Regions from separate parts of the Capra hircus genome. Here region 2 is linked to region 1. The links are chromatin contacts, called in public Hi-C maps. All regions are on one chromosome and are shown on one strand. The core of a region is the stretch at or near the end of the contact, and the rest is flanking DNA. Distances in the headings are between cores, read along the strand shown.

Evidence for each region. A called contact is a pair of places that touch in the nucleus more often than the background predicts.
Region 2: a Hi-C map of blood shows a contact between it and region 1, with 4 times the contacts expected there. The contact joins the promoter of KANSL1 here to the enhancer-like site in region 1. A contact is called at or near these places in 2 of 5 Hi-C or Micro-C datasets (both in blood).

What each region holds. Positions count from the first base shown.
Region 1 is chr19:45,656,333-45,659,651 of ARS1.2, reverse strand. All of the region lies in intron 8 of KANSL1 (KAT8 regulatory NSL complex subunit 1), which reads left to right. Among named protein-coding and RNA genes, the nearest start is that of MAPT, 140 kb to the right of the region's middle. Within about 2 kb of position 1,666, at least 3 of the 5 cell types and tissues checked have an H3K27ac peak or open chromatin away from gene starts, as enhancers often do.
Region 2 is chr19:45,810,154-45,813,472 of ARS1.2, reverse strand. KANSL1 (KAT8 regulatory NSL complex subunit 1) reads left to right here and starts at 1,593. Exons shown (of 16, transcript XM_018065300.1): 1 at 1,593-1,621; 2 at 3,169-3,310.

The sequences.
Region 1 (3,319 bases), core at 417-2,916:
TTCTCTTATTCTTGTCTCATTTGGTTTTCTCGGTAATCTTGTAAAGTTACTTCAGTTTTACATCTCAAGAAATAGGCTTAGAGAGGTTGTGGTTTATCTCAGGCTACATAGCTGATGTAGCAGGCTCCAAAATTTAAATCCGAGTAATCTGATTCCTGTCCTTCTTTTCACTATAACTCATGCTTCTCTCCAGCCAGGTTATTAAGAGAAGTCAGATTTCTGCCCATTTCCAGGCTGCAGCTTCAGGCAGAGACACCAAGATGACTCCAGAACATTTGTTGAGTTATTCTCTTAAGATTACAGTGTTGAATTGCATGGTCTCCTATTTGAATAAAGAAGCCTGAGCCTATATAGTTTTATTAAGGTCTGATAAGATCTTTTTCCTGTTGAATCAGTATCAGCTGATAAATACGTTGATCATTGCTTTGTCAACAGGATTACCTTGTATAGTTGTGAATTCCCTCTCCCATCACCTGAATATGCCCAAGACACCTGCCTGACATCTCCTGTTCCATCATTCTGTACTCCCTGTGGTCTTTATTTTCCTGTCTGTCTCTGTCTTCTCTCCCCACCTCCACCCTTTCCCCACTCTCTCCCTTGTGTCAGTCACACACAAACACACACACATATCCTAATTATGACATTGGAGTTTGGACAAGAGAGATGGTCATTAAATTCTCTTTATGAGACAGTAAAGAAGAATAGTGTTGTTTTTTTTTTTTTTTACTATCTCAAGTCGAGCATTAACATATCTACCTATGAATACAGTAGACTTTCTGTGGCTCAACCCAGGGACTTAATTATTGTGTCTAATATTGTGACTATTGGGATTTTTTACTTGATTCACACCACTGCCACACTCAGAATACAGAATGCCACATTTGTAAACTGAAAGATTGCCAGGGTCATGAAGATGTGAATAGTGTCTCCTGAAATATTGAGATTCCCCAGATCTTTTATCCCCAGATCTATTATCTTATAATAGTAAGTAATAGTGAAAACTAGCAGCCAGCATACTGTGTGGGTCAAACCTGACCTCTGGGCCACCCCGTTCTTCTCTAGAATACATTTAAAGATGGCAGGACTTCCAACTTTTCATTTTCTGTAGTTTTACTGATGTTTCCCTGGCCAGTCTGTGTACTTTGTTAGGATGGGAACCAATTGCAGCTCTTAATCCTAGAGTTCATCTCCCATCTTCCACACCTTAGCCACTCCCATTCATTTTAGGAACTGCTCCCTGGCTGGAAGGTGGAGACGTTAGGGTGTGATAACCCTTTAGTACTGAGTGGTGGCTCAGAGGTAAAGTGTCTGCCTGCCATGTTGGAGACCTGGGTTAGATCCCTGCGTCGGGAAGATACCCTGGAGAAGGAAATGGCAACCCACTCCAGTACTCTTGACTAGAAAATCCTGTGGACGAAGGAGCCTGGTGGGCTACAGTCCATGGGGTTGCAAAGATTTGGACATGACTGAGCGACTTCACTCAGTCAACCCTTTAGTATTCCAGAAACAGGAGCTTGGTTCCTAATTACCTCATTTAATCAAGCCAGCTAAACCTTAGCTTGAAACAGGATGTATAACCTTGGGGAAGAACACGTTGACTTACGTTTATGCTTAATAAGAGCACCACCTGCTGGCCTCGAAGAGCTCTGCTCTTTTGAGAGAGCTTGCCAAGACAGCTAGCTATATCCATGAGGCTGTTGCAACTTACCAGCAGGAGGAGGAAGTGAGCATGACTGAACACCATGAGAAAGTGTGCTTGAGAAAATGGTGGATCATGGAATGTCAGACTCTGGCGGGCCTGAAGCTAAAGTCTTCTTTTTGTTTGAGGAAATGGTAAACTAATGTTTCTTGTCATTGACCTGGTTAAGGGTCTGTACCCTCCTGTCTGGTTAATACCACTTTAATGGCCATTGCCTATGCAGGTGTGAAATGTGTGGAGTCCTCTAGCGGAACTGTTGTTCTCTTCCATTTTTATAACTCTTCCTTTGCTTACTTTCAGGTCCTCTATGTCTATTTTCAGAATTGTAGCTCTGTGTGGATCCCAGGTGTTATTACTCAGAGCATGAACTCAGACTAGCAATTCCTAAGAGATCATTTTTGTTCACTGATTTTTGGGGGATTTAACTGAGTCTCTATTCACTTTTATATGAAAACTGCTAAAACACAGCAGACTTTTAGCAATGTATAGTAGCCCGAGTCCCATAAACAGTTAGTTATCCCTAACAGCTTATTCAGTGGGTTTTATGGGGAAGTTGCTCTTGGTTCTGCTTAATACCCATCTCCAGAGCACAAGGTAATGGTTTACATTTGTGCCAGTTTTTACTTCTGAGGATTTAAATGGGGGGTGGGGTAAAGGTTAGGAGTGGAGTTTTAGTTGAAAAGTCATCAGTTTAACGTGTTAGAGTTGAGAGGTGCAGTAGTCATCTAGTCTAGCAATAACATAAATGTTTTTTCTCTCTTGTGCTTAGTGAGATTGATTTATAATTAGATTAATTATTTGAGACAGGTCTGAGGCCTTGGGGTACAACAGAGTGAGTACTGCCATGAGCCTGTGCCTACAGCAGACAGAAGAGGTGAGAGTGGTAGAGCATGTGTGCTAGGATATTGCCAGCCCTGATCAGATCTTGCTGCCTCATTTTACAGATGAAGATGCTGGAGCCCAGCCAAGTGATTTGTTCTTGTTCTAGCCTCCTACTCAGTGATGGAACCAGGACCTGTGTCCAGGACTACTTATTTGCACTATAAAAGAGCGGGAGGAATAAAATCACTATGCTTTTGTAGTCCCATTAAACAGCCTATGCAGACTTCCCTCATGGTCCAGTGCTTAAGTGCACGCTCCCAATGCAGGGGGCATGGGTTCAGTCCCTGGTTGGAGAAGATCCCACATGTCATGTGGTATAGCCCCCCAAAAGACCAAATAAATAAGAAAAACCAGCCTTTGCCAAGTGGGAGTAACTCTCTTCTATATCCCAGGGGATGTCCTGGGATATAGAAAAGGTGTTCCCCCACTTCTTGAGCCTTCTTTATACCTTTGAACTCAGCCCAGCTTTCAGAATTTCTGTAGACAGTGCTTTATTTCCAGTACACCCTCTTCCCCAACCACTCTGAGCAAAGAATTTTTAATTAATTAAAATTCCCCAAAATTTAATTAAATTTGATTAATACCTCTAAACTCTAATTCTTTTGTGGGAGATTTTTTTTATTTTTTAACATTTGATCTTCGGGGTGTGGGATAATCAAGCCATTTTACTGAGGGGCTTGGGCGGGCTCTAAGGGCTAGGAGTACAGTGAGCTCTGATATCCTTGGCCTGGCTGAAAG
Region 2 (3,319 bases), core at 344-2,843, 150 kb before region 1:
CCAAGTAGTGTTATCAGTACCTGTGATCTTGTCACCAGTAGAAATCACAGGTGTTTTCTTATGATGGTTTTTGTGGATATCTTGAAATATTATTTTTACTCATTTACTACCTCAGAATTATGGTGGTCTTTAGGCTCGCCACTAGATCTTAGTATCTAATGGATTTAATATAAAGCACATATACCACTATGTTATACTTTAAAAATATTCTGAAAATTGTATTTTAATATAATTTGTTCCTTTGAGTTTCTGGGTATATTTGTTATATATTTAAAAACATTCTTAGAAGGGTACATGGTAGGAAAAAGTTAAGAACTCTGCTTTTTTAGTATTCTCTTGGCTTTCGCTCTTGGTTTTTTAATTTAAAAAAAATTTTTTTAATTGAAGTATAGTTGATTTACAATGTTGTTAGTTTCAGGTGTATAGCAAGCTCTCATTCTTATTGCATAAGGCTAAAGAGGGTCCCTGAAATGAGTTGTACCATCTGTGAGGTTCTCATAGTTTTATTGTTTTATTTTTCCAGAGACCCTTCCTCCCTTAACTTTCATACCTCTTCACTATTTGTTTTTCTTATCTCACCAACCATCTTTCTGTTTCTGTTCACCCGCCTTACTTTACTGTGGATGTCTTTTTCTGTTTCTATGGGGAGTTCATCCTTTAGCATGTCACTGATTGCCATATTATGTGAAGAACTCTATCATCTCCCCAGATTATCCACCCCCTCCTGAATTCCATAACTGCAGTTTTCCCTGAACACTTCTACTTGGTTTTACCCCTGCTATCTGGAAATGAACATACTAAAAACTAAAATTCCTCACTAAGTCTTCATGCTGTCCCTCTTTGTCCGGACCACCATTTTAACTGTCCCCCTGGTTTTGCCACCTTATAGTTATTTTAAAATTAAGCCACGTAATTAAAAAAAAAAAAAGGAAAAAATAAAAATCTTTAAAATCAAAAGATACAAAAGGATATATAGTGAAATGTAAGTCTTCCTCACACCTGATCCCCTCAACTCCCCTCCCAGAAGGAAACCACGTTACCAGCTCTTAGAGTGATTTTTTTATTCTTTATTTTGGCTATATCTCAGATGTGTGTCCTTTCCTCTCCAGGCCCTTGTGACCTTATATCTGGTTGACTTTCTATATAAGTATTTGTATGTGTGTATTTTATATACATATATAAAATCTCCCTCTGTGGCCTTCCGGCCTCGAGTTTTCTTCACAACGCTTCCTGGATGAAGAACCTACAAGGGTGAGGGGCCGGGGTTGGGGGTGATGGGGAAGAGGATCTAAAGGGGACTTAGGTAGGGGGTTCGGAGTGACAGACTTGCGGGAAGCTCTGCCAGGATCCCTGTTTCTATTTCTGCCACCTGAGGCCCATTTCCAGTCCTCTCATCCAAATGTCTCTCATTTCCAAGCTCCGAGACAGAGACAGCGAGATACACAGAGACAGAGACGCCAAGGCACCAGCATCCCTCTCCCCTTCTGTCCCGCCCCATCACTCTGACGGACATTCGCCGCCAGCCAATAGAGATACCTATGTCCCCCGGAAGGGCCAATGAGAGATAGAGGAGGGCGGAAGATTCCCCGCCCCCACTTCTAGGCTTGGTTGAGCTGTGCAGGTAGGTCCGGGGGCCGGGGGAGCCGCCGTTGGCACTGGGGCCCCGGGGGGTGGGGGCACGAGTCGGTAGGGGTGATGGTGGGGAAGGGGAGGCGGCCCCAACGGCGGGAGCCCGAGGGGGTGGCCCGGCCGGGAGGCGGGGGGCCGACGGGCCCGGGGAGCGGGCGCCGCCGAGGGCCCTGGAAGCGACTGGGCTGGGGGAGCGGGGACGCGTGTGTGGGGCATAGGGACCCCCGCCCCGCGCCCACCCGCAGGCCTGGGCCTCGGGCTGCGGGCAGAGGGGTCGGGGGCCTGGTACTCGGGGGGCGGGCTGGGCCGGGCCCGGGGCCGGGGGCGCCGAGCACAGCCCGGGGCGCCAGGCCGAGCCGAGGTGGGACGGACCGACGCGGAGAGGAAGGGAAGCTGCATCCCGCGGGCCGCCCCCTTCCAGAAGCGAGCGGAGCAACGGCCGCCGGCGCCCTGCCCTGAGCCCCCTCTCCCTTACGCCCCCTCCCTAACAATGGGTTTGGGGCAGAAAGAGTCGCCTCACTGCGGGAAGGGGGGTCGGTTTGGGACTGGGGTCTAGGGTGGGGGGAGGGGTGGGAACTCGGGCTCTCCCCTTTCTCTTCGCCCCTTAGCTCTTGCGTTGGGGATTATGGAGGGGCTCTTAAATCCTTCCCGGACTTGGGTCAGAAGTCAAACTCCCCCCAACCCTCCCCCCACAAAAAAAAAAAAATCCGACGAGCGTAAGGAAAGTGATGCCAAGTCTTCGACGCCGAAGTGACAAACGCATAGCAAGAACAAATCCACTCCAGAGGTTTTTATTTTTAATTTTTCTTAAAAATGAGGGTACTGTAGGCTTTGAATTTTTAAAAATTTATTTTACAGAGGTGGGTGCTGTTATTTTGTCCCTAATCGGGCAAGCCTCCATTTTAAGCGAAGCAGTAACTGGTTAAGCTGGAATTTTCATTCAGGCCTAGGACTAGAGCACGAATCCTACAAGAGGTCATTTAATCCATCCTCCTACCTCCACACAAACTTGGCTCAAAATTGTTTGGCCTGTTATTAAAGATTTCTAGGAAAGAAGGGTCTTTCATTTGTAGCACTTCAGTCAAGAATGGCTATTATTTTTCCACATAGAATGGTCTCTGCAACTTAAACTCAAGAAAATTTAGGACAATCAAAATGATCAGAGAGGGTTTAATTTATTAAAACTAAATGTGGCAAGGGCATTTTTTAGTGATCAGATAAAAAAATCACTTTTTAATAGTGTTTATGAAGTAACCCTGGACAATCATTTTTCTATTTGAGAAATAATTCTAATAAGCAATTTTATATTATCTGAAATATGTGTTACAATTTTAATCCAATTTTATGGAGAAATATATTTCTTCATACCTGTGGAGAAACATACACCACACACATTTGTCCTCCAAAAGGAACAGTTATTTTCTACATTTTTTTAAAATGGTGAGGCAAATAGTACTTTGAATCTCTGTCCAGATAGTTTAAACTATATGCTTATTTTTGGATTATTTTTAGTCTAAATGAAAGTCCTCTCTTTTTCAGATACCTTTTTGAAACAAAAAATTTTCCTACCTTCTCATACTTGGTGGCTGGGGAATTACTAAGACTCCATTCTTGCTCGTTTCTGAGTATTATTGCCTGAACTACTCCTGACACTATGAATGCTACTTGGATGCCTCTTAAGGTAAGATGT